Linked DNA regions of Sus scrofa: region 2 is linked to region 1. Evidence: chromatin contacts called from public HiChIP or PLAC-seq data. All regions are on one chromosome and are shown on one strand. Each heading gives the region's core, a stretch centred on a gene start, on an enhancer-like site or on the middle of the called end of the contact. The rest is flanking DNA. Distances are from core to core; before and after follow the strand shown. Region 1 has its middle 13 kb from the start of THRAP3. Region 2 holds the start of ADPRHL2 (poly(ADP-ribose) glycohydrolase ARH3).

The links. HiChIP or PLAC-seq counts read pairs in DNA pulled down with a chosen protein or histone mark.
Region 2: a contact with region 1 is called in an H3K27ac HiChIP or PLAC-seq map of skeletal muscle. The contact joins the promoter of ADPRHL2 here to the enhancer-like site in region 1. A contact is called at or near these places in 13 of 47 Hi-C or Micro-C datasets (blood, embryonic fibroblasts, epiblast stem cells and 5 more) and 2 of 2 datasets of contacts at active chromatin or transcription factors (alveolar macrophages and skeletal muscle).

Annotation. Positions count from the first base shown.
Region 1 is chr6:92,334,727-92,338,529 of Sscrofa11.1, forward strand. No RefSeq gene overlaps it. Among named protein-coding and RNA genes, the nearest start is that of THRAP3, 13 kb to the right of the region's middle. Within about 2 kb of position 1,840, at least 34 of the 83 cell types and tissues checked have an H3K27ac peak or open chromatin away from gene starts, as enhancers often do. A contact at or near this core is called in skeletal muscle, where this site is marked.
Region 2 is chr6:92,236,525-92,240,327 of Sscrofa11.1, forward strand. ADPRHL2 (poly(ADP-ribose) glycohydrolase ARH3) reads left to right here and starts at 1,943. Exons shown (of 6, transcript XM_003127788.4): 1 at 1,943-2,192. The coding sequence starts at 1,976. TEKT2 (tektin-2) reads left to right here. Exons shown (of 10, transcript XM_005665212.2): 6 at 18-132; 7 at 321-428; 8 at 552-695; 9 at 830-909; 10 at 1,076-1,601. The coding sequence ends at 1,289.

The DNA of each region.
Region 1 (3,803 bases), core at 590-3,089:
GGAGACAGAACACCAGCCGGCCACAGTATGGAGGCAGGTTGGACAGGCTGGAGGCCAGGACGATGATCTGACTGTGGCAACAAGATGTCTCTGGAAGGAAACACAGACAAGTGGGGAAGGGAACTGGGTGGCAAAGAGGCAGGAGCAGAAGCGATATTTCATCCCATGTTCTTTTGTCCCTATGGATTTTTTTTTTTTTTTTTTGGTCTTTTGTCTTTTTAGGGCTGCACCAGCAACATGTGGAGGCTAGGGGTTGAATTGGAGCTGTAGCCACCAGCCTATGCCAGAGTCACAGCAATGTGGGATCTGATCCAAGTCTTCGACCTACACCATAGCTCATGGCAACGCCAGATCCTTAACCTACAGATTGAGGCCAGGGATCAAACCCGCAACCTCATGGTTCCTAATTGGATTTGATTCCTCTGTGCCATGACAGGCACTCCAAAATGTCTTTGTTTTTACCTGAATTCAAATTTACCTGGGCATCCTCTGTTTTATCTGACCTTTGCCCTCCCTCTGACTGCTGGAGGGAGAAAGGACTGCTGGTCCTTTCTCTAATTTTTATTTTATTTATTTTTTTGTTTTTTGGCTGCACCTGCAGCATGTAGAAGTTCGCAGCAGTGACAACAGCAGATGTTTAACCCACTGAGCCACATGGGAACTTCCTCTAATTTTTAGTTCAAATCTTCATTTAAGTGACTTTAGGAGTTCCTGTCCTGGCTCAGTGCAAACAGATCTAACTGGCATCCATGAGGACACAGGTTCGATGCCTGGCATCACTCAGTGGGTTGGGGATCTGGTGTTGCTGTGAGCTGTGGTGTAGGTCACAGACGCGGCTTAGATCCCAAGATGCTGCAGCCGCAGCTCCAATTCAACCCCTAGCCTGGGAGCTTCCCTGTGCCGCAGATGTGGCTCTAAAAAGTTAAAAAAAAAAAAAAAAAAAAACTTTTACTTCACTTTTATTTCATTTTTTAAATTTTATTTATTTTTTATTTTCCCAATATATATTTTTTTCCTACTGCACAGCATGGTGACCCAGTTACCCATACACAAATACATTCTTTTTTCTCACATTAAAAGTCACTCCAATTTGTTTTGAAACTTGCCAGTAGAGTCCTCTGCAGGGTCCCTGGCCTCACATAGTGCCCACCATGGGCTCTGATGGCCCAGCACACAGCAGCCTTGGCCCCAGGAGTCTGCCAGGGGAGGTTAGTGAGGGGCAGGGCAGACAACTCTGGCACCAGGCACTGAGGGCTGAGTCTTTGGCCCTGGGTCCTGGTGATGGGCACTGGTAATCGAGCCTGGATGCTGAGCACTGGGTTCCAAGCAAAGGGTACCATGTCCTGGGTCTGAGCTTTGGGCTCTGGGTCCTAGAAACCAGGACTGGAGCAGAGACCACAAGTGACTTGTCGCTTGGCAGGAGTTCCTGGGCTCAGTAGCAGTGAGCCTGGTGTCACTTACCGCCTTGGGCAGGACCACGAGGGAGGAGCTGCCTAGCTCCCCGTTGTTTTTGTGACAGCTGCTGGACTAGGCTAGAGGAGAAATTTAAGGAGCTGGGGGTGGGGTGGGGAAGAAGGGGTCAGCGGGGAGGGCAAGGCCGCTTGCACAGGCTCACTTCAGCCCCAGGCCCAGGGGACAGCACTTGGAGCTCCAGGCCTCACGGAGGCAGGCAGGAGGGCCCTTGGGGCAAAGGTAAGACGGGTGGTGTGAAGAGTGGTGGGGAACTTTGGGTCCCCTATCTCTGTACCCTCCCCCTCCGTCAACCTCCTGGCCAGGCTCCCAGGCCGAGGCAGCTGGAGTGATTAGTCTAAGCCGAGGGAGTACGAATGCCAAAGGCTTGTCTCATGTCTCAGAACACAAGAATCCAGCCAGGGCAGATGGCATAGCTGAGAGTGAGAAAAAGAGACCAAGAGATAAACAAACAAGGGCATCACCAGAGAGGGACTAGAGAAACAGGACAAGACCCAGAAGAGACTGAATGGCTACACACAGAAACAGGTGTTGCGGGGGGGGGGGGGGGGAAGGGGCCCGTAGCACACAGGCCAGGAGAGATTTTGGTTTTTTTTTTAATCTCTTCCTAGACCTTGCCCTGTCTGAATTTCTCCCCACTGTATCTCCTATCCCAGGGCTTCTCAAGCTCAGCACTACTGGTGTTTGGGGCAGGATCATTCTCTGATGGGGAACTGGGGTGGCTGTCCTGTGCATTGTAGGATGTTTGGTGGCATCCCTGGCCTCTGCCCACCAGATGCCAGTAGCACCCTTCCCCTTAAGTGTGACAACCAAAAATGTCTCTAGACATTGCCAAATGTTTTCTGGGGAGGAAATGCCCCTGACGGATGAGTTTTCCTGCTCCCAAGTAGATCCATGTTCTTGAGAGGCAACTCCTGGTTTCCTGCTCATTCTGATTCTCCTCTCGGGAACCAGTCCTCGTGTATACCTGCCCTCATCCCCAGTGTGGCTTCAGCTGCTTTGACTCTGAAGCCAGGAAAACTGGGAGAACTGCTGAGACTGAGAAGGGGTCTGAAGGTCTGCTGAAGTAGCTGTGAACAGGAGTTCCCGTTGTGGCTCAGGGGTAACAATCCTGACTAGTATCCAAACAGAAGCAGGTTTAAACCCTGGCCTCACTCAGTGGGTTAAGGATCCAGCGTTGCTGCGAGCTATGGTGTAGGTTGCAGACATGGCTCAGACATGGCGTTGCTGTGGCTGTGGCTAAGGCCAGGTGCTCCAGCTCCTGATTTGACTCCTAGTCTGGGAACTTCCGTATGTCGCAAGTAAAATGCTAAAGAAGCAAAAAGAGGAGTTCCTGTCTGGCGCAGCAGAAACGAATCTGACTAGGAACCATGAGGTTTCAGGTTCGATCCCTGGCCTTGCTCAGTGGATTTAGGATCCGGTGTTGCCGAGAGCTGTGGTGTAGGGTGCAGACACAGCTCTAAAAAGCAAAAAAAAAAAAAAAAAAAAAAAAAAAAAAAAAAAAATCCACAAAGCAGCTGTGAACAAAGTCCCTGCCCCCTACCCCCTGCCCTCATGGATTATGGCATTTCTGGTCTTATTCCATCCAGTAGGCATCACAGGGTGTTTGAGGTGCCCTAAGGGGTGCTTAGTGAGTAGCCTTATACTCTTGCCTAGAAGGGAGGAGGGAGAGGGGAGCCCCCAAGTATGTCTGGACTAGGTATTTGTAACAAGTATGCATTTTACCCACAATACTCAGATGTAAGACATGTCATTTATATGTCATTTATTTGTCTGAATCCCATTGTCTGCTCCAAACCCCCTGCCAGCCAAGCTGGTGGGAAATGCAATCCCAAGCATGTTTTGGGAATCCGCTACCCAGTGTTGCACTGGAAAATGTTTACAAATGGCTATGGGAGTGGGCTGAGGTGTTAGGGAGAGATTTGTAGCATTTGCCAATTTCCATGGTGTAAATTCCCCTATCATGGCCAACTTCAAGCTCCCAATTTGATGTCACTGAAGTGGTGAATAATTTCAAGAGCATAGGGAATAGCAAAGGGTAGTAAAATAATTAGGGAGTGGTGCACTTTGACTGTTATTATCCTTTTTTTTGGCTGTGTCACAGCATGTGGAGTTCCCAGGCCAGGGATCAAATCTGAGCTGTAATCTTTTTTTTATCATTATTATTTTATTTTTTGCTTCTTAGGGTTGCACCCCACAGCATATGGAGGTTCCCAGGCTAGGGGTCAAATCAGAGCTACAGCTGCTGGCTTACACCACAGCTCGTGGCAACACCAGATCCTTAACCCACTGATTGAGGCCAGGGATTGAACCCACAACCTCATGGTTCCTAG
Region 2 (3,803 bases), core at 693-3,192, 98 kb before region 1:
TTTCCTTCCACCTGCAGCTCCACCACTCTCCAGCAGTGGGATGACTTCAGTCAGTTCAACAAGAACCGGGCAGAGGCTGAGATGAAAGGAGCCGTGGAGCTGAGGGAGGCCATCGCCCTAACTATTGCCGAGGTGCCTGACCCCCTCCTGCTCCCCCGATCCTCAGTGGCCAAGGGACGGCCACAGCATGCACTCAAGCCTTTGTCTTTTGTTCCCTGTCAGCCATGTGGCATCCCACCCCTCACCTGAGCCACATCCTCAGATGGCCAGAGGCCAAAGCTTATACCTTCCCCTTGTCCTGCCTACTTCCTGTCCTTCAGACCAACAATGAACTCGAAGCCCAAAGGGTTGCAACGGAATTTGCCTTCAGGAAGCGGCTGCGGGAGATGGAGAAGGTGTACAGTGAGCTCAAGTGGCAAGAGAAGAATGTGAGCTTCTCCGCGTATCTCCTGGGGCCTGGACTTCCTGCTGTGGGATGAGGAGCCTGGGGCCTTGCCAGGAAGCCCTGGACTGGGTGCACCAGGTGGAGACCAGTCCCTCTGTCCCTGCAGACCTTGGAGGAGATTGCTGAGCTGCAGGAGGACATCCGGCACCTGGAGGAGGATCTGCGCAGAAAGTTGCAGAACCTGAAGCTATGCCATACCCGGCTAGAGACCAGGACCTACCGGCCTAATGTGGAACTCTGCCGTGACCAGGTATGAGGGCACCCCAGCGGGGCACGGGCTCCCTGGTGGAGCAGGGGTTCTGGCATAGGCCACCCCCTGGCCCATGGGCAGAAGGACAGCCTGGCTGACCTGGGATTCCCTCCCACCTGCTCCTCTACCTCCAGGCACAGTTCGGCCTCACTGATGAGGTTCACCAGTTAGAGGCAACCATTGCCGCCCTGAAGCAGAAGCTGGCTCAAGCACAGTAGGTTTGGGGAGTGAGCAGGAGGGGCGGGGAGACAACTCCCACCACCCCAGCGGCGTGCTGCCTGCTGGCTTCCCTGCTGGCTTCCTGACTCAAGGTGGGTAAGCTCAGCCCTGCCTGCCCAGCCTCATGTAGTGGTGGTGGGTTGTTAATCCTCCCTCCCCAGGGACGCTCTGGATGCCCTGTACAAGCACCTGGCTCGGCTGCAGGCTGATATCGCCTGCAAGGCCAACTCCATGCTGTTGGACACCAAGTGCATGGATACTCGTCGGAAGCTGACCGTGCCTGCTGAGAAGTTTGTGCCTGAGGTGGACACCTTCACACGCACCACAAACCGCACCCTGAGTCCACTCAAGACCTGCCAGCTGGAGCTGACCTAGCGAGGGGCTGAGAACAGAGGGGAAGGCTGGTGGGAAATGAAGTGGAGGTGGGGATAATGAGTCAATAAAGGTGGGGGGTTCTCAGTCCAGAGGGTTCTCTGCTACCCCTGTAGTTGGAGGAGCACAGGCGGGGAACATCATCCCTCAAGCTCCAAGTTCCAAATCCCACTCCTTCCCCTTTCTCCCCTCAGGGGGCCTGTCTCGACCAGGCCAGCACCCCTGGGCTCTAGCTGTGCGACCTCCAACAAGCTCTGCCCCAGTTGGACCCTAGCCTGCCCTCTGGATGCCTAGGAGAGGCCCTGAGGGGGCCAGGGTGATGGGGGGAGGGCTTGGGGATGAGGGGCACCCAGCCCTGAGTGGGGGCCATGAGCGGCGGCTGCCCTGGGAGGGCTGGGGTACCCGGGCACATAAAGGCCTCGGAGCCAGTGACCCTACAGTCTGGCTCAGTGCCCACCCCTGGGGACCCTTTAGTGGACGTCCCGTCCGACTGTGATGCCCTTTCCAGGGGTGGGGGATGGGGACTAAAACCAGAGGCCGAGCCCAATCGAACCAGGGCTGCGGGACCACCCAGGTCACTCGCGCGCGGGAATTATGACTCCGCGCCTCGGGGTGTCGCTGTGGGGCCAGGGAAGCGGCGCCGCTGGGCACGCGTCGGCCGCACCGGAAGTGGCTGCGGATCGGCGCGGATGGCAGTGGCAGCGATGACGGCGGCGGCAGCGGCCTCCGGAGGGGCAGGGGCGGCCCGCTCCCTCTCCCGCTTCCGAGGCTGCCTGGCTGGCGCGCTGCTCGGGGACTGCGTGGGCGCCGTCTACGAGGCGCGCGACACGGTCGACCTGACGTCAGTCCTGCGTCAGGTCCAGGACCTGGAGCCGGACCCCGGATCGGCGGGGAGCCCGCGGACAGGTGGGCGGGCCCGGACGCACTGGGGCACGTGGAGGCCAAGGGTCGCGAGGGACGCTGGGAGGGAGGGAACCGCAGCGGGAGTGAGTGGCCGGATCTGCAGGACTTGCGGGCACCTCGGACTCAGCTTGTTTAAATCCGAGCCCCATCTTCACGAGTCTCGCCCCAGACGTTTGCCGGTTACGGGCCTGGCAACCCCATCCTCCCGCGGTACAGGCCACGCCTAGATTGCCTTGTCCAGTAGTACACCCCTGCCGATTCGACCCGATTTACCCAGTTCTCCTGGATCAGTGCACCACCGGTCCATCTCCACGCAGCTGGGAGTGCGCATCTGAAAACAGATCTGATGGCTGCCTCCCGCGCGCGTGAAGCTCTGCAGTGATTTTCCATTACCATTAAGACAGAATCAAACTCTTTAACGTGCCATCTGTGGCCGGTCCTCCCCTGCGGCCCCAGTTTCATCTTGTACCGCTCTGCATTGCTGTCACATCGTGCTTCCTCTTGCCGAGGCCTTTGCATGTACCGCTGTCCGTTTGCCTGTAAAGCTCTCTCCCCTGGGCAGTCTGCTCATCACCCAGATCTCAGCTCAGTATCACAGCTGAGGTCAAGCAGAGAATGAGTCTTCTGGGAGAGCATATAGAATAGTAAGGGAAAAGGGCCACACCCAGAACCCTGAAGGAGGAAAAGGAGCTAGAGAAGGAAATTGTTTGATAGGAGAAGTGGGGAGATGCGTAACAACAAAACTCAAGAATTTCTGGACGAAGACACTGGTCACTGGTGTGATGGTAAAAGGGGTTAAGTCTCGGGAAATCTAGATTTAGAAAAGCATTTTCAGTAGAAAGTTGAACCTTAGAAGTTAGATTTCAGGAGTTCCCATATGGCACAGTGGAAACAAATCTGGCTAGGAACCATGAGGTTGCAGGTTGCATCCCTGGCCTTGCTCAGGGGGATCCAGCATGGCATGAGCTGTGGTGTAGGTTGCAGACATGGTTTGGATCCCGCATTGCTGTGGCTCTGGCGTTGGCCAGCAGCTGTACCTCTGATTCAACCCCTAGCCTGGGAACCTACATATGCCGCAGGTGCAGCCCTACAAGGCAAAAAAAAAAAGTTAGATTTCAGTTGTGTTTAGGAAGAATTGGAAAAGGAGAAGATAAAAGTATGGTTTGGTATGAAGAGAAGGAGAGAGATGAACTGTGGTTGAGAGTCAGACAGGATGTTGGGACAGTTTTATATTTTCATTTTGGTTTGATGTTAAGATGAGGGAAAAACATTTGAGGTTGAGGTTTTAGGACCTTTTAGGCGCAAGTGGCAGAAAACCCAATTCAAAATAGCCTGAGCAAAAAGAGAATGCATTGGGTGACATCGCTGGGAAATCCAGTGGTAGGCCTGGCTTTAAGTGGAGCTGAGCCAAGCCATCTCAAGACCCAGTTCCTCTCCTTGTTCAGATCTGCATTCTTTTGGGTGAGCTTTCCTCTGGCAGACCCTTCCCTTAGGGGGGCCCCCAGCAGCACCCAGCTCTGCAGCTCCAGCAGAAGAAGTTTCTCTTTGTGGTGGCCCCAGCCACGTTCTCAGAGTCTCACTGGCCTGCTTTAGGTCATATGAACCAGGGGATGG